Linked DNA regions of Mus musculus: all the other regions are linked to region 2. A link is a contact called in public HiChIP or PLAC-seq and promoter capture Hi-C data. All regions are on one chromosome and are shown on one strand. Each heading gives the region's core, a stretch centred on a gene start, on an enhancer-like site or on the middle of the called end of the contact. The rest is flanking DNA. Distances are from core to core; before and after follow the strand shown.

Region 1 (6,171 bases), core at 170-2,669, 990 kb after region 2:
GCTCTCTGGTTTGCTTTTCTACAGCAACCAATGTTGAATCATTACCCAGAGGGTTTGGTTTCTAAGCTTTTAAAAATATGAACAACAAGAAGAAAGAAAACCAGAAGTGGCACTTCTCAAAAACGTTAAATGTTAAAAAAGAAGAAGAAGAAGAAGAAGAGGAGGAGGAGGAGGAGGAGGAGGAGGAGGAGGAGGAGGAAGGAGAAGGAGAAGGAGAAGGAGAAGGAGAAGGAGAAGGAGAAGGAGAAGGAGAAGGAGAAGGAGAAGGAGAAGGAGAAGGAGAAGGAGAAGGAGAAGAAGAAGAAGAAGAAGAAGAAGAAGAAGAAGAAGAAGAAGAAGAAGAAGAAGAAGAAGAAGAAAGGAAAGAGAGAGAGTGAGCGAGAGAAACAGAAAGAAAAGAAAAAAGAGGTATTTCAAAGAAAAACGAGCAATCTTTGCTCTGATCCGAACTTAGAGCTTGGAGAAACTGTTCCCTTAACTCTCCTGGAAAGAAAGACTTTTCCTCCAGCATAAATGAGAATCTTTCCAAGCACCGCTGACTCCCCAACCAAGGAAGTTTACAGTTTTCTGAGGCAGGACAGTGATAGTCAGAGGGGCATCCTTACCCACTTAAACTGACTTTATTAATACAAAAATCTTTCAAAATACTGAAGCTGTGGAGGTATGAACAAACCTCCAAACCCCAATCCATATTTTACACACCAGATTTTACACATCCACTCTTTTGCCTTTGAATGAACCCGCTGGAGCAGGAAGGGTGGTTCGCGTCACAGGATGTCGCAGTTCAGTCGACCGCAGCCCCGCTCTAACCCTGGCTGTACCTCGGCGGTGCTTCCACCCACCATCAAGTTTCCGCGGCTTCACAACAGTACACCAACCACCCAAGCTCCCCGTGGGATTTTTCTCCTCGCCTCTAAAAGCCTGCACTTCATCTCCAAAGGCAGAAATGTCCCTGTCCCTCCTACCAGCTGCGGGAGGCGCCGCCCCAGGCCCCGAGAGACAGGGAGCGCGTGTGGACACGCACAAAGGTCCCTCCCGGGGACGCAAGCCCGAGCAAGCAGCGAGAGGGAAACGGGGCGCCGACAGGAGGAGGAGGCGCGCAGGGAGGACAGGGGGTCCCGGCATCAGACCCCTCCGCCGCCCCACACCGCAGACTCGCGAGCTCCGCAATGCCCTTCCCGCGTCCCTTCTCCCGAAGGCGCGGGGAACCGGCGGCCCTACCTCCACTAGCAGCCCGAGCAGCAGCGCCGCCACCCTGCCGAGCCGGCGGCCCATGGCTCCAGCGAGGACCGTCCGAAGCCGGGCTGTACGGCCAGCTCAGGGCCAGTCCGCACCCCGGGACGGGCGGGTGGACTCCGGGGATACGAGCTGAAGCCGGCAGAAGGACGCGCGGCAAGCCGGCGGAGCTCGAGGACGTGCCAGGCCGCCCTCGCCGCGCGCCCCCGATCCACCTCACGGGCGCGCGCTCGTGGGCTCGGAGCCTGCAAAGTCTGTGGAGCGCGCTGCGGGACGCGGAGACAGCGGGGCTGGGTGAGAAGACGGCCTGATGTCTCCTCTCTCGGAAGAGACCATCTTGTCTCACCTTGATAGTTCTGGGAAGGTTTTTATAGGACACCGGGTTTGGGAGCTGGGGGATGGATACGGATGGACCCATCACTGGGTCTTCCTGAAGTTTCTAGCCACGGAGACATTCTCACTGAGGTTCCTGTAGGTAAGGTGGGAGGTCCACTCCGCCCCAGGACAGTTAAAACCACAAGGAAAGGACAGCTGGTTGCAAAAGGTTAGTGTAGGTTTATGCCAACATCTTTCTGCCTGACTCTGCTAGGACCCCACCTTTGGACTCCACAGTGCACCTCACCTTTGAGGTAGGCTCTTTGACCATAGGGAATTGCTGCTAACTATTCTTACTTTCTCTCAGACATTCCCCTCTGGCCCCTCTCCACACACACATAACAATAAGGCTCAGATGACATCTGAATTTACTGAACTTACTGAAGCATTGGTTGAACTTGTATCAGACCTGAGCTGGAGGCCAAATATGTAGAGGTGAACAAGAAAACAGCTAGTTTAAACTATGATGCGTAACGCTGAGTACAGAGATCAGGAAATAGAATCAATCCTTTAGGTTCAGAGAGATCCCTAAACAAGTAGCAACACTTGCCAGGAAAGGCTGAAGATTTGAGCTTCTCCCTGGATATGTAAGATGGAAACAGAATCGTCTCGTTGTATCACATGGGCACATGGCATACATGCATACCTTCAGACAAACACATCACGCACACAAATGAATTAATTTTTTTTTTTTTTAGCAACTAGAGTTCGTTAAATTACAGAACCACCTCCAACAGGATATGGAGGGAAGACAGAAAAACGGATCTCTCACAGGCGAGTCTTAAATACTTTGCCAACTTTCAGTACACATACTTGGTTAAGATAGAGCATACACCATGAAACTATACCTGCTATAACTGGCAAGCAAAGAAGGAAAAAAAAAAAAACTGGCCTCATGATTACCCTCAAATTCCATGTTCCAACACAATAATAGCTTCCTGAAGTTTTATAGTAACAGGATAAAAATAAAAAATCAAGCCCTTTAGTGGAGGCACTAAGTAGATAGGTTATAGTGGAGCAGGGAAATCTCTGCTTTGGCCCTGATGATATTCTTAATTCTGGTCACTAGAAGCAGTTTCTTTGGGGAGTTGTTTCTGTGCACACAGAATTGACTCAAAGCCTGTAAAGGATCGTTGGGCTATGGTAACTTTGTCTTCCTTACAAATCTTTTTTGTAATAATTTTTAAAATTGTTTTAAAGAATTTCGTGCATGAGTATGTATATTTCCTTTTTTCATCTTCCCCTCTCCAATTCCACCTGTGGCCCCTCCTACCCCCTCTCAAATTTATGATCTCATCTTCAATTGTTATTGTCACATTTATACACAACACCTATGTCTAGTGCATTATATTATAGAACGTACTGAATGCATTTAATGTTGCTCATATAAACACATTTAGGGCTGACCACTTGGGACTAGATAACCTAAAAGGGGTTAATTCCTGGAGAAAACTGAACTTATATATGTAAGTTCATGTATATACATATACTTACTCTCTTGATTTTGACTAGTTGTGGATCTCTATAGTGGCTTCCATCTACTGCATAATAAGGAGCTTCTTTTGGCAAGCAGCGTGAACAATGTTCATCTGTGGGTATGGGCATAAGTTTTCAAGAATACAGTTAAAAACCTATATTGATTTAGGAAAATGGCAGTGGTAGGTTCTTCTTTAAGGTTTATGACCTCTGCAGTTCCAGGTAATTGGTTAGGTTTACAGTACAAATAATTCTCACCTATTGATTGAGCAGCCCCCAAGTTCACTTAGACAGCTGATAGTTACCCCAAAGACTTAACTACAGCCATTAGCCATTGGGTATGTCTTGCTGGGCCAGTCATTTTTGTGCTTTGCTGGATTTATCCCTGGGTAAACGTTTTGATTGTTTTTCTCCCTTGTCAATTTACATAACACCTTCTGATGCTATAGCAGCTAATCCTCAGGGAAGAGGCTTCGAGATCAGTTACAGTTAAATTCTTCTAAATTCTGTGTCTACAGCAATAAGATTTTTACCTCCAAGTTCTGAGAGGCAACCAAGGGCAATGCAAGTAGCCATTTATTTATTATTTTGGGAGTCCTTTGGACAATCCTGACCAACAACTCAAAGGGAGGCTTCCCACTTCTGGTTGTCTTCATTAGGGTTTCTATTGCTGTGAAGAGGCACCATGAAAACAGTAACTCTTATAGAGGACAACATTTAACTGAGCTTTAGTCCATTGTCATTGTGGCAGGAAGCATGGTGGTCTCCAGTAAGACATGGTGCTGGAGAAGGAGCCACGAGTTCTATATCTGGATTAGCAGGCAGTAAGAAGAGAGACACTGAGGCCTGACTTGAGCATTTGAAACCTCAAAGCCCATACCCAGTGTGGTGTAGCCTTCCTTCAACAAGACCATATCTACAACAACAAAACCACACCTCCTAATAGAGCCACTCTTTGGTGACAAAGCATGTAAATCTATGAGCCCATAAAGGCCATTCCTATTCAAACCACCACACTGGGACTGAAGTTTTCATTGGATGGTCTATGGTTATTGGGGGAGCATTGTCACCCCATGAGGCAAAACTTTGTTTTAAAATTTGGATACACATATTGTGTATATTTTATATAAGTTTATAAAATATTTCCCTATAACTTTTTCAAGCATTCTTAGTGTTATTTTTCTTTTCCTCCTCCCTCTGAATTATCCTCCTTCCCTCTCCACACTTAACTCTCAATCCCTCACCACTCCATTTCCCCTTTCACCTTCATAACACCCGTGTCTTACTATCCCCCTGCCTTGAGCTCCTTCTACCCCATCACCCTTAGTTTCTTCCTACTTTTCTATCTTCTGCAGTCACTCCCAATTATACACCCAAAAAACATTTTAAAAAAAAGTGAGCAAAGGTCTGCAAATAAGAAAGACTATAGCATTTGTCTCTCTGGGTCTGCGATACCAAAATCGATATAATACAATCTAACTCCATCCATTTACCTAAATTTTTCATGATTTAATTTTTCTCTACAGTAGAATGGCATTTCATTGTGTATAATCACATTTTTATTTTCCATTCTTACTTTGAAGGACATTTAGGTTGGCCCCACTTCCTGGCTGCTGTGAATAGAACAGCAACAGACATGGCTAATCAAGTAGTGGAATGTTGTGTCCTTTCAGTATATGGCAAGGGATTGTAGAGCAGGGTGCATGTACTTTAAGGTTTTTGCAAACTTTCCACACTGATTTTCAGAGTGGTTGCACCAGGTTGCCAACCCACGGGCAGTGATGAGGCATCCCTTTCTCTGCATCCTCACCAGCATTTTTTGTCATTTGTTTTCTTGGTCTTAGCCATCCTGAATGGGGTGAAATGATATTTCAAACTGGCCTTTAAAGGCAGAGTCAGAAATAGGAGTATAACTCAGAAGTACAGCACGATGTAACATGAAGGTACATGGCTTTGATTATTGAGTAACACATAACTTTTAAAAATGTATATTAACCTTTATAAAATTAAACCAAAGTGATGTTATGTAACAGAGACCCAAATGATCTTTCTGTGGCTTTGTAAATACTCATATTCTGTAATATGTCAAATGACCTATGCTATAGTTACAACCTTAATCAGTCTGAATTTGCCAATCTCATTTCTACATATATACGTATACTCACACATGCCCTTCATTGATCATACATGGGTCAGTTGCCTCTAAGACACTCTGAGGAAACTTGGTCATCTGTTTTAGTTTCTTTTCTTGTTGTTATGATAAGATACCCTAAGAAAAGCAACTTCAGGAAAGAAATATTTATTTTAGCTCACAGCTCAAGGTACAATCCAACATGAAGGAGAAGTCAAGGCAGTAGGACCCTAAAGCAGCTGTTAACATTACTTTCTCAGAAGAATAGAGCAATAAATCCTCCATCTCAGCTAGCTTTCTTCATTTTAGCTTTCTTCTTAGGAACCCTGCCCAGGGAATGTTCCCACACACAGATAATATGGGTCTCTCCCGCCCAAAGATAATGTGAGACTTTCTGCATCAATTAACTTAATCCAGATAATCCCTCAGAGGCCCACCTCTCAGATGATTCTGTCTAGATTCTGTCAACTAGATAGTTAACATTAATCATCAGACCATCCCAATTGTGTTAATGAATTATAGTATTTTTAGTGAATGATAATATTTTAAAAATGGAATATAATGAGACTATTTTGAGCTGAGGGAACATGAGTTGGCTTCAGGTTTAGAAAAATAATGTCACAAACCTGTCAGCTCATAGGAGGCGAAGCTAAGCCAATCTTTGCTTCAAAGTCTTTACATACATATGCCTTTCACTGATGGGAAAGTTTCTCTTAAAGCATTTTCCTAATCATGAAGTCTTTCTTTTACTTTAAATTTACTATTTCTCTTTGAATTTTGAGATTATAATAAAATTATATTATTTCCCTCTTCTCATTCCTCCCTACAAATACTCCTATATACCCCTCTGGGATCTTTTTTCAAATCCATTTTTTTTCATTCATTGTTGTTACATACACGTATGTATATAACTGATATAATCTGCTCAGCCTGTATAATGTTATTTGAGTGTA
Region 2 (7,134 bases), core at 2,236-4,735:
ACTGGGGAAGGTTCTGAGCTATTCTCACCCTCCAAGGCTGTCTATTTCCCAGCCACATGGTCCTTTACCTTCAATCTGAGTCTTGTTCTGGCTCACTCCGCTCTATGTGTGACCTCATGGCAACTCTTCCTAGTCCTTCCACATGGTATCTTCACACCTTCATCTCCCCGTGGTCTTTCTCTTTCATCTCTTGGAGACCCTCTGACTGAGATAGGAAGGTCCACCCTATTCTCTTCTGCTCAGATAGTAGACTGATTAGCTCTTTTATTAACCAATTAGTTAATGGAAATGGAAGTCAGTTTATTAACCAATCAGGAAATGGAAAACAACTTTTACATAACATAGAGGCCTAGAAACTGGTGATGGTTGACTATGAAATCTTCTAGACTTCAACCAGATATCAGGGCATAGAAATCAGCATCTGACTACCCAGTGCATAAAACCATCCCCCAACACCTGAATATCCCTTTTCCAATCCTTTCCTCTTCCATACCCTTCCCTCTTCTCTTCCTCCTCTGTTTCTTCTTCTGTCTCTTTCTCTTTCTGCTGGGCATTGGATCAAAAGACAGGTTAGGCCTGGACTGATTTTGTATATATTTTCTACATTTTTTACTTTGAGAAGAACTCTTTAATTACTGCATGTCAACACACGTGATATCTAGTCTTCTCTGACTTGATTTTCTTAATATAATGCTTCCAAGACCCATCCTTGTTTCTGCAGATGATTCATTTCACCCTTCTAAAGCATGTTGCAGTAAACTTGCTACTGCAGGTGTCTCGCTGAGACTGGGATTTCAGGTCCTCGGGGTATATACTTAGTATGGAATAACTGGATCACATGATAGTCCCTGCACTTCCTGTTCTTCTTTCTGTAGTCCTGGATATTGGATCAAGTGCTGAAACACTGAGCCATATTCTCAGCTTCTTTCTCACTCATTGTTATGAGACAGCGTCTTGCTAGGTTCCCTGACTTGGATTCATTCTGCAGCGCAAGCAGGCCCTGGGCTTCCAATCTGACTGCTTCAGGCTCAGAGGTAGCTTGATTACAGGCTTGTGCTACCAGGCCCACCTCAGATGTTAACTCTACTTCTAGATTTTGAATAATCTATTTCCCAAAATAGCAATGATAATTTATAGTTTTATTAAGAATGTGGGAAGCTTTTCTCTCCATATCCTCACAGCATGCTTTTGGCTTTTTGATGACAGCCATCCTAACTGAGTTGAACTGATACCTTAGTATAGGGTTTTACAATTTTTATTTATTGAAAACAATTATGTGTAGGGTTGTTTGGTCTGCATGTATATCTGTGCACCATATGTGTGCATAGTGCCTGCAGAGGCCATAAGATGGTATCAGATCCTCTGGAATGGAAGTTACAGTTGGTTGTGAGCTCCCTTGTAGGTGGTGGGAACGGATCCAGCGACCTCTGGAAGAGCAGCAAGTGCTCTTAACCACCGAGCCTTGCCTTCAGCCTCTTCATTATGGTTTTGATTTGTATTTCTTTAATTAGTGTTGTTGAGCATAAATAAAAACCTTGGAAAAAATACACACACATGAACACATTCATTTATCCTATCGAGAAATGTCTATTTGCTTACTCACATATTTATGCATTTACTGATTTTTAGTGTGAGCTGGGATTTGGATCCAGGGCCTTGCACACATGTAAGGCAGATTGATGTTGTCACGGACTGAACTACTTTACGGGCCCCTTGGCTATTCTTTAATTGGAATATTTAGTGTTGATTTTGGGGGAGGTGACGATTCTTATATCTTAAAAGTGAATCCTTCATGGGTTGCACAGGATACAAGTGCATCCTCCCTTCTGGAGGCTGGGACCTCTGTTGTTTCTGTTGCTTGTTTAAATGCCAACTCTAGATTTAATATAACCCTATGTGTCTTTTCCTTTTCTTTGCCATGCTTTTGGAGTCTTATCAAAATCATCATTTAGACCAATGTCCTGAAGTGTTTCTTTTGAAAAAAATAATCTTTATTTATATTTCCTTTAGGTGTATGCATGTTTTGCCTGCCACTGTATCTGTGTACCGGATCTGCAATGCCCACAGAAGACAGAAAAAGACCTCAGCTCCCCTGGAACTGGAGTTACAGACAGCTGTGAGCTACCACATGGCTACTGGGTATTAAGTCCAGGTCCTCCTTCCTACTTGAGACTCTGAGAAGGCTTTGCTCTGCGTAGGATAGAGGAAAAAAAGAAACCCGTGCTAACGTAACTTATCAAGAATTTGTAAGACAAAAGTTCAATCCACAGCTCACACACATATACTCAACCATCTGGTTTTTCCACAAGGCAGCAAGAACGGCCACTGGATAAAGGACCTTGTCTTCTATGAATGGTGCTGGGGAACTGAATATGCATAGGCTAGATAAACTAGAACCACATCTCTTGTATACAAAGGTCAACTCAAAATGGACGAAGACTTAAATTCAGCCTTGAAACTATTGGGGAAAAGCTGGAAGGGAGCCCTGGAAAGGTGGCCCGGCAGTTAGGAGCTGAGAGTAAAGAAAGGTTTTGATTGATTCTCAGGTTGCTTGATTCTAAAAGTAGATTGCGGTATTGATTTTCAAGGTCCAGGGAAGCAACGTGGAGCGCCTTTTTGTTCTCTTCTTTTCCTTTGATGATTTAACTTGAAGTGACGTTAGCACGGATTTCTTTTTTCCTCTCTCTCTTGTTCTGTAACTTAGGACACTCCAAGGTTTTTTGTTTTTGTTTTTTTCCAAGTAGGAAAACTGATCACTAACCTTTTTTTGAGGGCCACCTATAGCTTCTTATTAGATCGTTGGATTCTAATCATAGGCTCTATACTAATTTTTAAAGTATCTTGTTTTCTCTTCACTTTGCAGATGTCTCTGATACTTTGTTAACCAGCTCACTCAGGTAGCTGTTGTGTTCCATTTGCTCAAGTTTTATTTAGCATCTTTGCTAAAAAAAAAAAAAAAAAAAAAAAGAACTTGTTTGGTGCCAACTGCTTATTTTTCTCGTTTGTGGGTGTCTTTAGTAGATTTTGGTATCTGGATTATTTGGTAGCTTCCCAAAACAAATTGAGAAAGCTCTGTTGATTTACTTTTAATACTCCAAAGCTTTAATAAATCGAGGATTCATTTAACTAGGGGTCGCTTGTGGGATCTGGAGCGCTGGCCAAGCTGTCACGTGTTAGGAACTTAATTCACTGACCACATTAGTTCACAGCAACTCAAAAACATTCTGAGGGAAGTTCCAGCCTGTTTATTGTGTATGTACACCCCCAGTAACTAAGTTTTTAAAAAAGACTCTTAAGTTTCCTTCCTTTCCCAGAGCAGCAAGGGGAAACTGGATCCGCTGCCACGTAGGAGTCTCCATATCGTCTCTTGGGATCCGCAGTGCTCAGGCGCGGGGCCTGGCAGTCAGAGCGATCCTCTCCCGGCTTCTGGAGGCGGGGAAGGCAGAGGAATTCCCAGGCCGGTGGACGCCCCTCGGGCTGGGCGCGGCTCCTCCCCTCGGCCCGGCACGGGGCGGACGCGGGCGGCGGGGGGCGGGCGCTGCGGCCCGGGGCTAGCCGGGAGACCTTTCCACGTTTGCATCGCCGCGGCGCGCCCAGCCTTGCCCCTCGCCTCCCCGGAGTCCAGGCCGCGCGATGGCATTAGGGGCCCGGGGCTGGCGGCGCCGGTCGCTGCTCCTGCTGCTGCTCTGGGTGACCGGGCAGGCAGCCCCGGTGTTGGGCCTGGCTGTGAGCTCGGAACTTCAGATCCAGCAGAGCTTCGTGCCTGATGAGTGTCCGCGCACGGTGCACAGTGGCGACTTCGTGCGCTACCACTACGTGGGGACTTTCCTCGACGGCCAGAAGTTCGACTCCAGGTACCCCGTGCCCCCACACTCCCCAAGGACCTCCACCAGCCCGCCCCCACCCCCTCCGCCGCCCTCCCCATGCGTTTGGAGGTGTGCTGAGCCTTCAGCCATAGTTGGGACCTTAAGATTGCGGACAGGACAATTCCTCTTTTCCTCTCTGCCCCGCACAGCGGAACACGTTTTTCAGACATGTAAAATGGCCACTCAGCGAGACCTCCAAGAGTGGGTGATGCTCGCCCGCCTTCTTGGTGGTCCGTCTTGACTGGTCTCTGGGTTTCATCCCTGGATTGTCTAGACAACCCAACCTTAGCATTGACTAGTGGGAGGAGGAGGTAGGTGTCCCATAATTGCAGTCACTGTACTGAACTGTTGAGGTGTTAGGCAACGGTATATATATATATATGCACGAGCTCATTTAAATCTTTGGGGAGTTACAAGAAGAAACTTTTTTTTTTTTTTTTTTTTTTTTTTTTTTTTTTTACCAATTAAGTAACCAAGACCAGTGAGACCTGTGCAAATATTGGATTCAGGCTGTGGGAATTCAAATGCTGTGCCTGTGTGCAACTCCTGTGCCCTCCCCTTCTGGCTTTACAAAAACTGTGGGAGAGATGGCCTGGGCTTGCTCATGTAACTTAAGTTTTCAGCTCATTTCAGCCTTGCCCCTTTCTTCAGGCTGCTGTTTCTAACCCTGGGCTGTGTCCTTGTGGTGAAGCACTCCATTAGACAGGGAACTGTTGTGCCTGAATGGGCTTATTATGTACAATATAAGCAGCCACACATGAGTATGTAAAAACATTTAAGGTTGTCAGTACTATGTGGCACAAAGCAAAGGCTTAGATATGGTTAGTCCTCCTTAGTGGTAATTATTTTGGGGGGTGCACAGGGAGATTGAACCCAGGACTGTACATTCTAGGCAAGCTCTGTATTTTTGAGCTATATCCTCAGTCCTAGTCATACCATTGTTTCAGTTGTAGTTTTTATACCAACCCACCTTAATTGAGGTATTCCCCTGCTATGTAGTTCTCCTAGAATGTATAGGGCTCATGAGATGGCTCTGTGGTTAAGGCACTCGCTGACAAGCTTGATCATCTAGTCAGTCCCTGGTACTCTCATCGCCAAAGGAGAAAAATGACTCCCACAAATTGTACTCTAATCTCCACATGAATGTCATGGCACACTCTCCATAAAAAATATGCAAAAAACCTCTGAAAATATAGATTATAAGGTTGATTTTTAAAAATATTTCATTTCTTTTGGCTATATACCCAGGACTGGAACTGTTGAATCAAATGGGACTTAAGTCTAAGTTTTTGAGGCCCAGAATCTCAAAAGTAACTCCCAGTTGTCTTGTGTAATTCACCTTTCACTCCCTCCCTCAGTGTCCCTAGTTCTTCATGTTCTTTTTAAAAATTATATTTTCTGGATGTGGTGATACACACCTTTAGTCCCAGCATTTGAGAGGCAGAGGCAGGCAGGTCTCTGTGAGTTCGAGGCCAGCCTGGTCTACATAATGTGTTTCAGGATTGCCAGAGCTGCATAGTAAGCCTCTGAGCCCTCATCAAGGCTTTGATCTTTATATCCGTAATGAGGTTGAACATCTGTTCGTGCGCTCATTAGTTATTTGGTTTGTTACTTTCATATAAAGTGCTTTTTTGCTTGAACTGATGGTAACTAATAATTTCCACAGGGACAAGTTCTCCTCTCTAGGGGTGGCTACTAGGACAGTGGGAAGAGCACCTTGGTACAACCATAGCATTTATACACTGTCTACCCTTAAGAGTTCTAGTGTTACACGATTCTGAGACTGTCATTTAGCACAGGCAAGTAACTACAAAATGTCGAGACAGGCACAAGAAGAACAGCAGAGCTGGCTCTCTCTCACAAGAGGCCATACCTAGTTTTACCCTGTACCTTAACAGGGTAAAATTATTTTCATCTCAGAAGAATTCATCTACCCTCAGAAGACAGCGATGAAGATACCTCATTGTAGATCAAGAAAGTAAAGCTGAGAATATCCAAATGACTTGTCCAATCTGTGTTCTGTAGGCTGCCATAAAAATGGTGGAAGAAAAGCAAGAAGCAATGGACTCACACAGAAGGCTTAACTATATGCTAGTGTGTGTGCAAGAGGTGGGCCGTCAGCATGGAGTTCCTAGATTGCAAGGATAAGACCTAAGGAAGAGCAAAATGTCCTAGGGAGGAGATGAAGAGGGGAGTGTGGTGCGGGAGGTGGTAAGGCTGATAGCAGGGTGTGGAGGGGGTGCAATGTGTCGCCAGTGCCTGGCCTGGTTGGTGTGGTCTCAGTGAGAGTGGAGCAGACAAGTGGGAAAAGTAGGAGGAAGCTGGAGGGAAAGGTTTAAAGACATTAAATAAATGTTAAGACTTTTAATTGACATAGAATTGTGCATATTTATAGGAAACAATGTAACAGCCTGGAGCCAGCCAGCTTTGGTGAGATCTTGCTTTCTGGCTGTTGAGGTTTGGACCTTGTCTAAGGACAGTAGAAAGACCACGAAGACTTTGAATCCTGGGGCTCAGGGATCAGATTTCCCTTTCAGAAATGGCTGCCAAGGGGAGCCGGAATGCGAAGGGCAAGACACAGAGGAGCTCTTTGACTGCGTCCCTCTCAGGTCTCTCTTCCTTTGGAATTTGTGGAATGTTAGGATCTGAGGGTGAAAGTCTCTCTCTTTTTTTATTTTAAAAAAGATTTTTTAAAAAAATTATTTTTTAATTACGTATCTGTGTGTGGATATGGGCCCACGCGTGTCCGTATTCCCTCAGAGGCCAGAGGTGTCGGATCCCTGAGAGCTGGCGTTACAGGCAGTTGTATGGTGCCTGATGTGAGTGCTGGGAACCAAATCCATGCCTGCTTAAAGAGCAGAATGAAAGTTTCTCTGCAGCCCACAACTTTCATAGCCTCATACAAAGTGTGTGTAGAGAGGAAAAATTTAGGAGTTTGGACTTTGGCTTCCTTGGTGGTTTTGCCAGAAGAAAATGGTAACTGTCAGGCGGATGAGATGGCTCAGTGGATGGAGGTGCTTGTGTCTCTCCTGATGACATGCCCCCACCTCCAATAACTGTTAATAAGGAAAAGAAAACGAGGACTTGTACTCTAAGCAGCAGGAGAATCTTGTACCAGGGGTTGTTGCGTTTTGTTTTCTTTTTTTGTGTCCCTCTCAGATACTTGAAGCCGATGGGCCTTTTCTGCATACGGACGTTCACAGTTACAAAGATGACTAGGACCATCAGCCCTTGGCGACTGCTATGGATGTGGCTCTGTTTAACCTCT
Region 3 (6,169 bases), core at 3,166-5,665, 910 kb after region 2:
TCAGTGACGCCATTGACTTCCTTCGTTATATCCACTACATGTGCTGCTGTGCATCCCATGAGGCTGCAGCCCCAATCCCATGAGGTAAAGGAGAAATGGCACGTGAACCAGGATTTAGGGGTCACTTATGGCCATTTCAGAGTTATAAATGTTTAAAATTAAATTTAAGAACATCTCACTTTTGTTTCTTAGGCTTGTACTATGTCAACAACTGTACTCTAAATGTGTTGGAAAGCTTAAAATATGTACACACAAAATAACATTTTGAAATCTTAAGGGAAAACGTCAGTGTTCACAAAAAGTGTTTGGGGTTCTTTGGTTTTGTTAATAAAAGACAGTTTTGTGGTGATGACTTATGGAGTCTTAATATTTTCTCATTTCTTTTTCAGTTCAACAGTGTTAAAGTGGGTAGTTCTGTGATTATCTTGGTTGTTATCTCTTGGTCACCAGCTAGCTTCTGTAGTTATGATCAAAACAATGCAAGCAGGCATGTGGCAATACCAGCAAGTTCTGTCCTCCTTCTGAGAAAGAGATTATTTGAAAGCCTTTAGAGTAGTGTTCCATGGATGCTTGAATAGTCAGAATTTGTCATATCACCTTCTCCCACCATAAAGAAGATTGAAGAAATTAATATATGTGGTTTTCCTGATGATGTAAAAGGCAAGACTGAGGTTAGGAGGGAGGGGTTGGATATAGCGAGTAACCAAAGGGTTGTTCCTCGTGATTCAAATAAGGAAGCCTTTAAGAATGGTAGTATAGATCAGGCGGCAGTGCCTCTCCAACCGGATTGTTTATGAGTGTCTTAGTTACTTTTCTATTGCTGTGGCAAATCAGCCAAGGATACAAGAAAACATGAAATTTAGGACTCATGGTTCCCTGGGGTTAGAGCCCATGATTATAGTGGCAGGGACAGCAGGTAGACATGCATGGTGCCTCCTGAGCCATAGGAAGAGAGACCTAAGTGGGTATGGTATGGGCTATTGGAACATCAAAGCCTACTGCCAATGACACTCCTCCTTTAACAAGGCCACACCTCCTAATCCTCCCCAAACGATTTTACCAACTGGGTACCTAATATTCTAATATATGAGCTTATAGGGGCCATTCTTATTGAAACCACACTGAGAAAGACTTGAAGAAATACCATGAGGATTGTGTTATTGCTTGGGTCTGGGGTTGAGTCAAACACTTAAAGATCTTGTGGCATCTGCCTGTCTTCAAAAGCAAGGAGTAAGTGCTGTGGGGCCCTGGATGCTTCCACCTGAAATCAGCCAAGGATAAAAGAAAACATGAAATTTGGGATTCATGGTTCCAAGGGATCCATGACCATAGCGGCAGGGACCATGGCAGCAGGCAGGCAGGCATGGTGCTCACCTGAAATGAAGTGACAGCAATTCAAGAGGAGCATTGCCTGGAGCTATGTTTGGAAGTGGGAAATCTAGAGAACTCTTTACTCACAATGCATGTACTTAATGCTATATGTCATCCATGTATGTATTTCATATATGTTAATGCTCTATTTCATGTCCTCTAACACTTAGATGTTAGTCAGTTTCCCATCACTATGCAAAATACTCAAAAGAAACAATGTAAGAGAAAGAAAGTTTATTAACTCAGAAGTTTCAGTGTGTGCTTGAATGATTCCACCGCCTATGATGAGGTACCGCAGACCCTCTGGGTCCCTTTGTCTGCATGGAATGAGTCTCTGGGGCAGTTAGGCAAGGCGTCAGCAGGTGACAGACAGACCAACAAGCGAGATTGTGTAGAATCTGAATGTATTTTCACAAAGTGAATACCAGTCTTATATAGTACAGAAAATACAAGGGGTCTGAAGTCATAGCAGGCAAAGTACATTGAAGTTGCCTGACACAAAACAAAGGAATGACTTCAAAAGGATTTACAGGAACCAGGTAGATGTTTACAGTAAAGATAAAGCAGTCCTACCTAGGGTCAGCTTAGTGACAGGTAAGGATTTCACACTCTTTGATCCTTGTGAAGGCCAGCACCAGGGGGTTCTGCTCTTAGTAGGCCTCATGAATAATGCAACATCACAACCCCACCTCCCCAACACCCCATTTCCTAGGCCTTGCCAAACTCCTACATGAGTGTAACTTTTTTTTTTGATTTTTATTTCACTGCATTTCTTTTTTTTTTTTAATTTTTTTATTAGGTATTTTCCTCGTTTACATTTTCAATGCTATCCCAAAGGTCCCCCATATCCACCCCCCCAATCCCCTACTCACCCACTCCCCCTTTTTGGCCCTGGCATTCCCCTGTACTGGGGCATCTAAAGTTGGCAAGTCCAATGGGCCTCTCTTTGCAGTGATGGCCGACTAGGCCATCTTTTGATGCATATGCAGCTAGAGACAAGAGCTCCGGGGTACTGCTTAGTTCATATTGTTGTTCCACCTATAGGGTTGCAGTTCCCTTTAGCTCCTTGGGTAATATCTCTAGCTCCTGCATTGGGGGCCGTGTGATCCATCCAATAGCTGACTGTGATCATCCACTTCTGTGTTTGCTAGGCCCTGGCATAGTCTCACAAGAGAGAGCTATATCTGGGTCCTTTCAGCAAAATTTTGCTAGTGTGTGCAATGGTGTCAGCATTTGGAAGCTGATTATGGGATAGATCCCTGCATATGGCAATCACTAGATGGCCCATCTTTTTGTCACAGCTCCAAATTTTGTCTCTGTAACTCCTTCCATGGGTGTTTTGTTCCCATTTCTAGGAAGGGGTAAAGTGTCCACACTTTGGTCTTCCTTCTTCTTGAATTTCATGCATTTAGCAAGTTGTATCTTATATCTTGGGTATCCTAAGTTTCTGGGCTAATATCCACTTATCAGTATGAGTGTAACTTTTAAGTATCTGGAGAATCTCCACTTGTCAGGAGAATTCACCAACTTGCTTCTAATATGCAATGCAGCCTGTACTGAAGATTTCTATCTCAGTGGGATTCCCTGGCTCTTTTATGATATTCCCTTGTTTGGGTGAGATTTGCTACTGTCCTTAGTAAATATTTTGCAGACCAGCTCTGAGCTACTGGCTCCATCTTTTGTAATACTTAATTAGTTATTGAATAGGTAACGTCTTTACTGCATTCCTGCCGGATTCTAAGCTCATCGTTCCATACACCAGACTAACAGGGGATAGGGTATGAGTATGTGGGTAAATGAGAACGCCAGAGCTCCAGGAGGTGAGTTTCTGTGAAACTCTTTTCCTCATAAGTGCTTACAGACTTTTCAGCCTGTCAAGCAGACTTGACCGGAGTGTGTGGCAATGAGGAGCATCATCATGGCACCAGGAGCATGTTACAGAGCAAAGTTGGTAGCCAGTAAGTGGAGGGGGCAAAGACAAGATACTTCCTCTCACTAGATGCTACCACCTATTTTAAACCACTATCCAGTGGTCATTATTCATGAAATAATTAGGAAAAGGATTGATGAGGTTGGAGCCCCCAGGATCTAATGAGTCCCTCAAAGTCCATAACATAAGGCCTCTGGAAACCGTATTAGATTCAAAATATGACACCTCTTCTGTGACAGCTTCATCTTGCCAATCTGGGTTTGCTAAGCATTTGCAAGAAGATGGTGTCCTTAAGTATTGAGAGATCCACATAACAAAGGAACAAGAAAAAGGGGGGGGTGTAAGGGGGTTTCTTTACCTTTCTCTTTGGCAGTCATACATGGACTAAATCATTATACTGGATTATAATTATGGTGATCCTATAATTCATTCAAAATTCCTATTCCTTACAATGCTACTTTATTATGGCTACAATGGTTCCCACATGTAAGCAGGCAGAACTTAAGAGTTGCAGGAACAGGAAGCAAAAATTTCCTAGTGAGTCACTAGGTTATAGTGAGTGGTTGATTTCCTGGACCTGTAGATTGGAGAAACTGTACCACATATTGGAGGCTGATTGAAAGCATATACTGCCTTCTGAAGAATCCCGCCCCAGCCATATATGCTGCTGTCACCTAGTTGGTGCTATAACTGTGTCTTCAAAAGGCCATTCCATTTTTTTAATAGACCAGCTGCTTCAGGATGGTGGGGAACATAGCAAAACCAGTGGATGCCATGGTTGTGGGCCCACTCTCTCACTTCTCTGTCTGTGAAATAAATTCCTTGGTTTGAAGAAATACTGTGTGGAATACCATGATGGTGGTTACAGATTTGCCTTTCCTACATGTAACGCTTCTGCCAAAACCACCATATGTGTACATATGTAACCAGAGTAACTTTACACACAAAACCAGACAGTAAATTGTTGTCCTGTGTTGTGGAGATCCTTCAGCTTTGGAACAGCAGGACTGGCTCTTTTCAGAATCCCAACCATTGGCAGATGATATAGATGTTGAGGCAGGCTAATTCAGAGCCCTGAATCTGGGCTTGAGTGGTAGCTGAGCTGGTCAGCCCGTGACTCTTCCTTATCTGAACCACCAGGGTGAGCTCTCCACCATTGCTTTGGCTAGGCCACTCAAGGCTACCATTGGAAGAATCCAGTGTTTGTTTGTTTGGTTGGTTGGTTGGTTGGTTTTGTTGTTGTTGTTTGTTTGTTTTTGGTTTTTCGAGACAGGGTTTCTCTTTATAGCCCTGACTGTCCTGGAACTCACTTTGTAGACCAGGCTGGCCTTGAACTCAGAAATCTACCTGCCTCTGCCTCCTGAGTGCTGGATTAAAGGCATGAGCCACCACACCCAGCAGGAATCCAGTGTTAGCACTCCTGATCTTATGCACTTGGGGCGGCTCACTCACACCCAGCTTCCCAGAGTCAGCTTTACTATGTTGCCCAGTCAAGGTTCAGGGCCCATACTCCCAAGTACTGCAGCCTGTGAGCGGCTGGGCCAGTTTTCCTACTCTTGAACCCTCAGAGATGGCTCACCTATGCCTTCACCATCAGGGTCAGCTTCACTGTATTTCCCAGGCAAGGCAAAAGGGCCACTCTCCCAAGACCTACAGCCAGAGAGGGAGCTGGGCTAGCTCCCCAACTCTCATGACTCCAGGGGTAGCTCTTCCTACTACTAAAGGTTGTGAGTCAGGGAGGAAGAGGGCATCAGCCCTGCACTCACACCACCTCAGGCAGGTGAGTGGTGGGGCCAACTGTCCCATGCTCTTTCCTCCAGGACTGGATTAGCTATGCCCCTACAACCAAGGTCAGCTGTACTGTGCTGCCCAGGTAAGGAGCAGGGTCAGTTCACCTGACTGCTGCAGCCAGTGAAGGGCAGGATCATCTGTCTTGTTCTCATGACTCCAGGGTCAGCTCTTCCCAACTGTTGTAAGTGGTGAGGGTCAAGTGGGGGCAAGGCATCACCCCCGTACCAATACATCATGGAAGACAAGTGACAGGGCCAGCTATCCTAAGCTCTCATCCGCTACATACTCAAATATTGTGGTGGCTTCCAATGTAGGCTGGATGACATTCTCCACCCATGCTGCTTGGCATAGCAGTAAGAGGGTACCTATTGTTTGTCTGTGCCATGTGCTATGCAGCAGGCCTGTAGATTCCATAGAGGTTTGAAGGTCTCTGCCTTCCCTCTCTTACACTGTGCTTCCTGGACTTGATTTTTATGAGTCCTAGGCATAAGACAGATTTGACCATTGTAGTGGTATGAATAGGGAGCTGCATTCAAGTTCCCACAGACTTCCCCACTCCCACCTCCTCCAAATTGTGATGCTGCTGCATTCGAGCGTTTCTATGTCCATGCACCTCCCAAGTCCACTTCTTTTGGAGGATGTAGAGGTATCAGGAGGTCCAGTGTCCTAAGCCTCCCACATTACCAGATAGTCCTGATTGTTCAGTACCTCAACATCAAACAATGCTGCGGACCCCACCACCACCACCACCATACACACAAACACAGCGTGGCATTTTAGGATGGCTCTCTGGACTTTTAGACTCATACTCTAGTAGCCACCATCAGCATCTCTCATCACTAGAACTTATACTCATTTGGCTCCTCTGTCCACATGGTTGCCATTCCTTGGAGACCACTTGTATTCACAGTAACACTATAATTGTTCGCACTCTCCGGCTTCTATCACTGGCACAATGGGTTGGATCTCCACTGGCACCTTAATTTCAGCTTTTTCTTCTTTCCTGCCTTCTTTTTTTTTCTCTTTTCTTTTTTTAAGCTTCTGAAACACTGAGGGAAATTTTCTGTTGTTTATAAG
Region 4 (6,643 bases), core at 2,977-5,476, 730 kb after region 2:
TGGTATGTATTCACTTATAAGTGGATATTAGCTGTTAAATAAATGGTAATCCATCTACAATCTACAAACCCAGAATGATCTGGAAAAAATAAGGGCAGGGTATGTGTGTTGTGCATGGACGGGGAAATAGAATAGAGAAGGTAGGATGGAAGCAAGAGAGATATGGTAGGGGTGGTAGGAATAGAGGAAGAGAGTGTGGAGAGAGGCAGCTGGAACTGAGGGTCAATGGAGGAGTGTGGAAATCTAGTGCAGTGGAAACTTCCCTTGAGTCTATGAGGATGCCCCTAGTGAAGACTCCTAGTAATGGGGGATATGGTGTCTGAACTGGCCATCTTCTGTAGTCAGGCAAGGCTTCCAATGGTAAGACCGAGTTGCATTCAGTTGAGTTGTTGGCCAAGGGTTTCCTGTTGAGAACCTAGGCTGACATTAGGACTGGAAATCACTCTCTGAAAACTGACACCTGGGTCCCATTGCTGAGGACAACATCTACACAGCTAATTGAATGTAGAAAGGTTGACCTGATGTCTTCATGGAGCACTCATGCCTATAGTCTAGTCTCTTTGATGCTAAAAGACACTCTGTAGGCTATGGAAACAGAAACCTGGGCACTAATACAGCTACAAAACTCTTCACCTACAATCTCTCCTGCCTGCAAGATATGCTGGAGCAACGGTGGTGGAGAACTTGTGGGAGGGGGTCAGCCAATATTAGGATTAACTTGAGGATCATGCCATGAGAGGGAACCTACGCTCTGTACTGCCTGGATGGCCAAGAACCAGAGACTGTGTGTCCCAGAGGCTTAGGGTAGAACCAAACATGACTGACAAAAAAAAAAAAATCAATGAAATGATTTCTAATGATATTCTACTATATTCATAGATCTATGCTTTGTCCAGTAGTCATCAGAGAGGTTTCCTCCAGCAGCAGATGGGACCAGATGCAGAGACCCACAGCCAGGCATTATGCTGAGAGAGAGTCTAAATTGGAAGTCTCCATCAAGTCCCCATCCCTTATAGCTCAGGGAACCCCATGGGAGTGGGGGAAGAAAGATTGTAGGAGTCAGAGAAGATGGAGGACAACAGGAGAACATGGTCCACTGAATTAACTAAGGAGGACACATATGGGCTCACAGGGACTGAAGCAGCAAACCTGGTGCCTGTGTCGTCCTGTGCCGGATCCTCTGCATATACCTTGTTGGCTGTTAGCTTGGTTTTTTTGTGGGACTCCTAACAGTGGGAGTGGGTTTATCTCTGACTCTTTTGCCTGCTCTCTGGACTCCTTTGCTTCTGCTGGGTTCCCTTGTTCAGCCTTGATATGTGGGTTGGTTGTCATCTCTTGGAGGTCTTCTCTTTTCTGAAGAGGAAATGGAAGTGTGGATCTGGTGGAGATGGGAGGTAAAGAGGGGCACCTGGGAGGTGTGGAGTGAGGGAATACTGATTGGGATGTATTGTATGGCAGAAGATTCTAGTTTCAAAAAAAAAAAAAACATTTAATAGCTTTCACAGTCTCTAAAATCTGTGAACTATATCAATGGTCTAAGTTACCACATCCCAGCTACTTTACTCCATTTTTTTTCCTTTTAAGAGACAATTTGTCAATCATCCTTATTCTCACTCCCTCTATTTTCCTCCCAATTATCTTATTAACTTGAATCTGTATATACTTCATATTGCCCTTGATAGTTTATCTTTCAGTAGTTATGAAGTCAAAGGGTCATTGTTATTAACTGGTTAGGATGACACTTGCAAAGTGGGAATATCCAGCAACCATATTGTTCTCATAGTTAATATTCTTCTTGGGGAAAATATAAAGTTTGTATTAGACATTCTGAGCTCCTAAACTATTTTCTGAACCATGTACCTCAGATGTATCATTGAAAATTCTTCAACTGACAGATTATAGTTGATTACCAAATAAAGGAAAATACCCCAGATGCATAAATTACCTTGAGAAAATATAAGAAACATAAAATCCAAAGCAACATGACTCCTCCAAAAATTACTAATCCTCTAGTGATGTAATCTAGCTACCCTGAAATCCCAGACAGATCATTCAAAGAAATTATTATAAGTATTTCCTATGAAATAAAATAAGGAAAATAAGCTCTCAGTAAGAACACAAACAGCTGAAGGAAATTTTGAAGGTGAGGTGAGATATGAAAGAAGAATCAATAAATACACAGAAATCTGAAGACAAACCAATCTGAATGATTGGAAACCCTACAGAAAGTCTTTGCAGTAGAATGGATCAAGGAAAGCATCAAATAACTGAAGACAGAGCGGAGGATCTGGAACTATCACACAAGAACAGAGATAAAATCCTAAGGAGGTACTGGGGAATTCCAAAATTTACAAAATACTCTGAAAACACCAATTGAACAAAAATTAGGTGCTGAAGGAGAAGAATCTTGTTCAATATCACAGAAATCATTTTCAAAAGCATCACAATGGGAATATTCACAGAGTTACAGAGACAGAAACAAATTCAGATACACAAAGCTTTATGACATCAAGCAGACAAGGCCAGAAAGGAACCTTCCATCTCAGACTATAAGTAAAACATTAAATACAAAGAAACAAATATTAGGAACAAAGAAAGCATGTTGAAAGAAACAAAGACAAAACACCAAGTCACATAGTAAGACAAATCATCAGAATAACAGAAGACTTGTCAATGGAAGCGTTACTTGTTGTCTCTAAGAAATGTGCCTCACCATAAAAGATGGGTTTTTACTTAGGGTAAAAAATGGAAATATCACTTTATGGACTAAATGACATCTACAGGCCATTATATTATATCCAAACACCACAGAAAATACATTCTCTACAGTCCATGTGACTGTTTTGTTTTGTTTTGTTTTGTTTGTTTTTTGTTTTTCAAGATGGGGTTTCTCTGTATAGCCCTGGCTGTCCTGAAACTCACTGTGTAGACCAGGCTGGCCTCAAACTCAGAAATCCACATGCTTCTACCTCCCAAGTGCTGGGATTAAAGGCATGCGCCACCACGCCAGGCCCATGTTACTTTCTATAAGCTAGATCATATTTTAGAACCCAAAGGAAGTCCCAATAAATACAGGAAAATTAGAATAACGTAATGAATTCTGTGTGATCACAATGGAGTAAGACTAAAATCTACAGAAAGAGAAACCCCAGAGCATAGGCAAACTCAAGCCAACTCACTGCTACATGATGAATGGAAGAAATCAAGAATTACTTTTTAAAAAGTTCCTAGAATCAAATGAAATCACCACATACCAAAACCTTTGGGATACAATGAAAGCAGTCCTAGGAGGAAGGTTTATAATTCTAAGTGCCTGTTTTAAGATCCCAGCGAAATCTCAGACAAATAACTTGATAATATATGTTGGTGTTGTGGTAAAGGTAGGGTAGATCAAACCTAAACCAGTAGATAGAGAGAAATGATTAAGATTAGGGCAGAAATCTACGTAGTGGAAAAAGGAGCAAAAGTTTGTGCAGTGGAAACCACAACAGCAGAAACAAAAATACAAAGATCAGTAAACAGAGTTGGTTATTTGAAGAGATAAACAAGATTGACAAATCCTTATCTGAAGCAACCAAAATAAGGAGAGTGAAGACTGAAATTAACCTAATTAGGACTAAAAATGAAGCCATTACAACACATAGCAATGAAGTTCAGAAAATCATTAGGCTTGTGCCTTAAAAACCTGTATCTACTAAATTTAAAAAGTCTAACGAAAATGGATATGAATTTCTAAATGCTGAGAGTCTGCCAAAGTTAAATCAAAATGAGATGGATACTTTAAACAGGTATGTAATGAGCAGTGAGCTTGAAGCAGTATTAAAAAAAAAAAAAATCTCTGTACCATCATCGAAAACAGTTCAGGCCCAGAAGGATTCAGGGATGAAGTTCACCAGATCTGCATAGAACTAACACCAGTGCTTCTCAAAGTATTTTGTAAAGTACAAAGGAACATTACCAAATTCAGGGAAGTTAGGTACTAATACAAAAACTAATAAAGATGCAATAGAATTTAAATACAAAATTAGTAGCCTTCCTATATATCAATGAAAAAAATATATTGAGAAGAAAAATCAAGAAAACAACTTGTGCTTTTTGTCATCTTGACATAAGCTAGGGTGGTTTGGGAAGCGAGAAAGTCAATTTAGGGATTACCACCATCTGATTAGCTTGGGTACAAGTCTGTGAGGGCATTTCCTTGATCAAAGATTAACGAGGATGAATGAGGGCAGGCCCAGTCTGAGCATAAAATAATACTGCTGGAGATAGAGCCACAGTAATGAATAAAAACAAGGTGTGCTGGCACAATGACAGACACATTGATCAATAGTATGAAATGGAGAATGCAGATACAAAGCCGTGCCACGTCAAGCCCTGGATTTGGTAAAGAGGTCACCAGCACACATCAGGGAAAAGACAGTATTGTCAACATATGGCTCTGGGGAAATCTGGAATTTGTATGGGTAGCATTTGATCCTTATCTCTCATACTGCACAAACATCAACTCTAAATGGGTCAAGAGCCTCAAAGTGAGAACTGAACCTCTGCAACTGTTACAGAAAAAAAAGTAGGAAGTAACTTTAAAATATAGGCACAGGTAAGGCCATTCTGAAGAGGACTCTATCCCTTAGAAAATAAATCCAATAATCAACACAGGGGACCTTAGGAAATTAAAAGACAGCAAAAGAAACTGTCAACTCAGAGAAAAGGAAGCCTCCAGCAAGTAAGAACATCTGGCAGGAATGCAACAGAGGATTAGTATTTAGAATACACAAAGAACTCAAGAAAACAAAAGATCAAGAAAATGATCCAATAAAAAAGGGAGCGGGTATGGAATTGAGCAGAGAGCTGTCAAATACAAATGCCTGGCAAATGTTTTTCAATATGTTCAACATCATTAGCCATCTAAGATATGCAAATTAAAACTATTTTGAGATTCCATTCACCTTAACCAAAATGGTTAGAATCAAGAAAACAAGTGTCAATAAATGCTTGTAAGAATGTAAGAGAGAGAAACCCTGTCTCGAAAAACAAAAACAAACAACAACAACAAAAAGAATGTAAGAGTGGGTTCCTGTTTAAGCAACACCCTGGCAAACAAGTGCTGACAGCCTGGCAACAAAGCATCAAGAGCCTGGCGTGGCGGGGGATGGGCCTTCATAAGCTCAGACTCTTAGTAAACTCTGGGGCCTTGATCAGTAAAAAAAAAAAAAAAAAAAATTAAGAGTCAGCTAACCTTATCCATTGTTACAAACATGGAACTCACTCTGGTGCTTTCTTTCTTTCTTTCTCTCCTTCTTTCTTTCTTTCTTTCTTTTTTTTCTTTCTTTCTTTCTTCCTTCCTTCCTTCCTTTCTTTCTTTCTTTCTTTCTTTCTTTCTTGCTTTCTTTCTCTCCTTCTTTCTTTCTTTCTCTCCTTCTTTCTTTCTTTCTTTCTTTCTTCCTTCCTTCCTTTCTTTTTTTTTTTTTTTTTTTTTTTTGTTTTGTTTTTCGAGACAGGGATTCTCTGTATAGCCCTGGCTGTCCTGGAACTCACTTTGTAGACCAGGCTGGCCTCGAACTCAGAAATCCACCTGCCTCTGCCTCTCGAGTACTGGGATTAAAGGCGTGTGCCACCACGTCCAGCTCATCTCTGTTGGTTTCTTACAAAGCTAAGAATAGAAATACCATTTGACTTAGCTATATCATCCCAGGGCATATACTGAAAGCATTACCATATTCTACTACAGAGGTATTTGCACATCCATGTTCAGGGTGGCTCCATTCACAACAGCTAGAAAATGGAATCAGTCTAGACACTCACTGCCAGATAAATGAATAATGAACTATGCTATCCAGGTACAATGGTATTTAATCAGTTTAAAGAAAAAAAAATGATATTATGAAATAGGACATAAGATCATCTTGTCCAGAAACAATAACCATTGTTCTTGGTTGTCAACCATAACTATATATTAAGGTCCTATTGCTGAAAACAAAATGCATTTCAGTGGTAGGATGCAGAGAAATCAAACTGGAATTGGCCTGGAAACTTCCTGCTAGCTACCTTTCACAGTGTCAGAAAGTGCTTTGGGAGAGAATAGTTCTTAATTGTATTAAACAGTGGTGAATCCTGTATGTTACAGTTCTGACCTGCCAGGTTATGTGTGTTGGTGCAACCATGACATGACTGTTTTAATTGTGTTTCAGGTTTGCTCCATGGGAGGGAATTTTTGCCTGATACGTAATCCTGGCCAAAAGCTATAGTTTAAATGTCATAGGTGGTGGTGGTGGTGGTGGTGGAGAAACTTAACCACTAAATGGACATTTCAAACTGTCTTTTAAATGTTTCTGTTTATACCCATGGTGCTGATTTCACCCTTAGTCAGAAAAGGTTTTTTTGTTGTTGTTGTTGTGAACAGCAATCAATGTAGAAACTCATGAAAGAAGGTCAACGTGACTGACCTGAGGATAGTGACTGTCTGGTGCTCATCCTTAAACAGATTAGGAATTTCAACCTCCCCCAGTGCTCAGGGAACACAGTTGAAGAGGAAATGGAAAGGCACGACCTGGAGGATGAGAAGATGTGCTATGAAATGCTGTCTTCTGGGTATGACATGACCACTGCACCACTAACTCATAGCAACTTTGGTATGCACAATATC

Evidence for each region. Promoter capture Hi-C pulls out the DNA fragments that hold promoters and counts their contacts. HiChIP or PLAC-seq counts read pairs in DNA pulled down with a chosen protein or histone mark.
Region 1: a contact with region 2 is called in an H3K4me3 HiChIP or PLAC-seq map of embryonic limb bud, with 5 times the contacts expected there. The contact joins the promoter of Vopp1 here to the promoter of Fkbp9 in region 2. A contact is called at or near these places in 9 of 39 promoter capture datasets (the 3T3-L1 cell line, 3T3-L1-derived adipocytes, the C10 cell line and 6 more), 1 of 484 Hi-C or Micro-C datasets (uterus), 10 of 115 datasets of contacts at active chromatin or transcription factors (the NIH/3T3 cell line, bone marrow-derived macrophages, embryonic forebrain and 5 more) and 1 of 9 other capture datasets (liver).
Region 3: a contact with region 2 is called in an H3K4me3 HiChIP or PLAC-seq map of fetal liver, with 4 times the contacts expected there. The contact joins the enhancer-like site here to the promoter of Fkbp9 in region 2. A contact is called at or near these places in 5 of 39 promoter capture datasets (the C10 cell line, cranial neural crest, liver and 1 more) and 1 of 115 datasets of contacts at active chromatin or transcription factors (fetal liver).
Region 4: a promoter capture Hi-C map of liver shows a contact between it and region 2. The contact joins the enhancer-like site here to the promoter of Fkbp9 in region 2. A contact is called at or near these places in 12 of 39 promoter capture datasets (the C10 cell line, the HPC-7 cell line, cranial neural crest and 8 more), 3 of 484 Hi-C or Micro-C datasets (bone marrow-derived macrophages, cerebral cortex and nephron progenitors) and 18 of 115 datasets of contacts at active chromatin or transcription factors (the NIH/3T3 cell line, bone marrow-derived macrophages, embryonic basal ganglia and 12 more).

The regions. Positions count from the first base shown.
Region 1 is chr6:57,823,706-57,829,876 of GRCm38.p6, forward strand. It overlaps Vopp1 (vesicular, overexpressed in cancer, prosurvival protein 1), which reads right to left and starts at 1,420. Exons shown (of 5, transcript NM_146168.1): 1 at 1,222-1,420. The coding sequence starts at 1,275.
Region 2 is chr6:56,828,574-56,835,707 of GRCm38.p6, forward strand. Fkbp9 (FK506 binding protein 9) reads left to right here and starts at 3,486. Exons shown (of 10, transcript NM_012056.2): 1 at 3,486-3,854. The coding sequence starts at 3,634.
Region 3 is chr6:57,739,091-57,745,259 of GRCm38.p6, forward strand. It overlaps Lancl2 (LanC (bacterial lantibiotic synthetase component C)-like 2), which reads left to right. Exons shown (of 9, transcript NM_133737.2): 9 at 1-359. Among named protein-coding and RNA genes, the nearest start is that of Lancl2, 40 kb to the left of the region's middle. Within about 2 kb of position 4,416, at least 12 of the 459 cell types and tissues checked have an H3K27ac peak or open chromatin away from gene starts, as enhancers often do. A contact at or near this core is called in fetal liver, where this site is marked.
Region 4 is chr6:57,553,690-57,560,332 of GRCm38.p6, forward strand. No RefSeq gene overlaps it. Among named protein-coding and RNA genes, the nearest start is that of Ppm1k, 22 kb to the left of the region's middle. Within about 2 kb of position 4,227, at least 3 of the 459 cell types and tissues checked have an H3K27ac peak or open chromatin away from gene starts, as enhancers often do. A contact at or near this core is called in hepatocytes and liver, where this site is marked.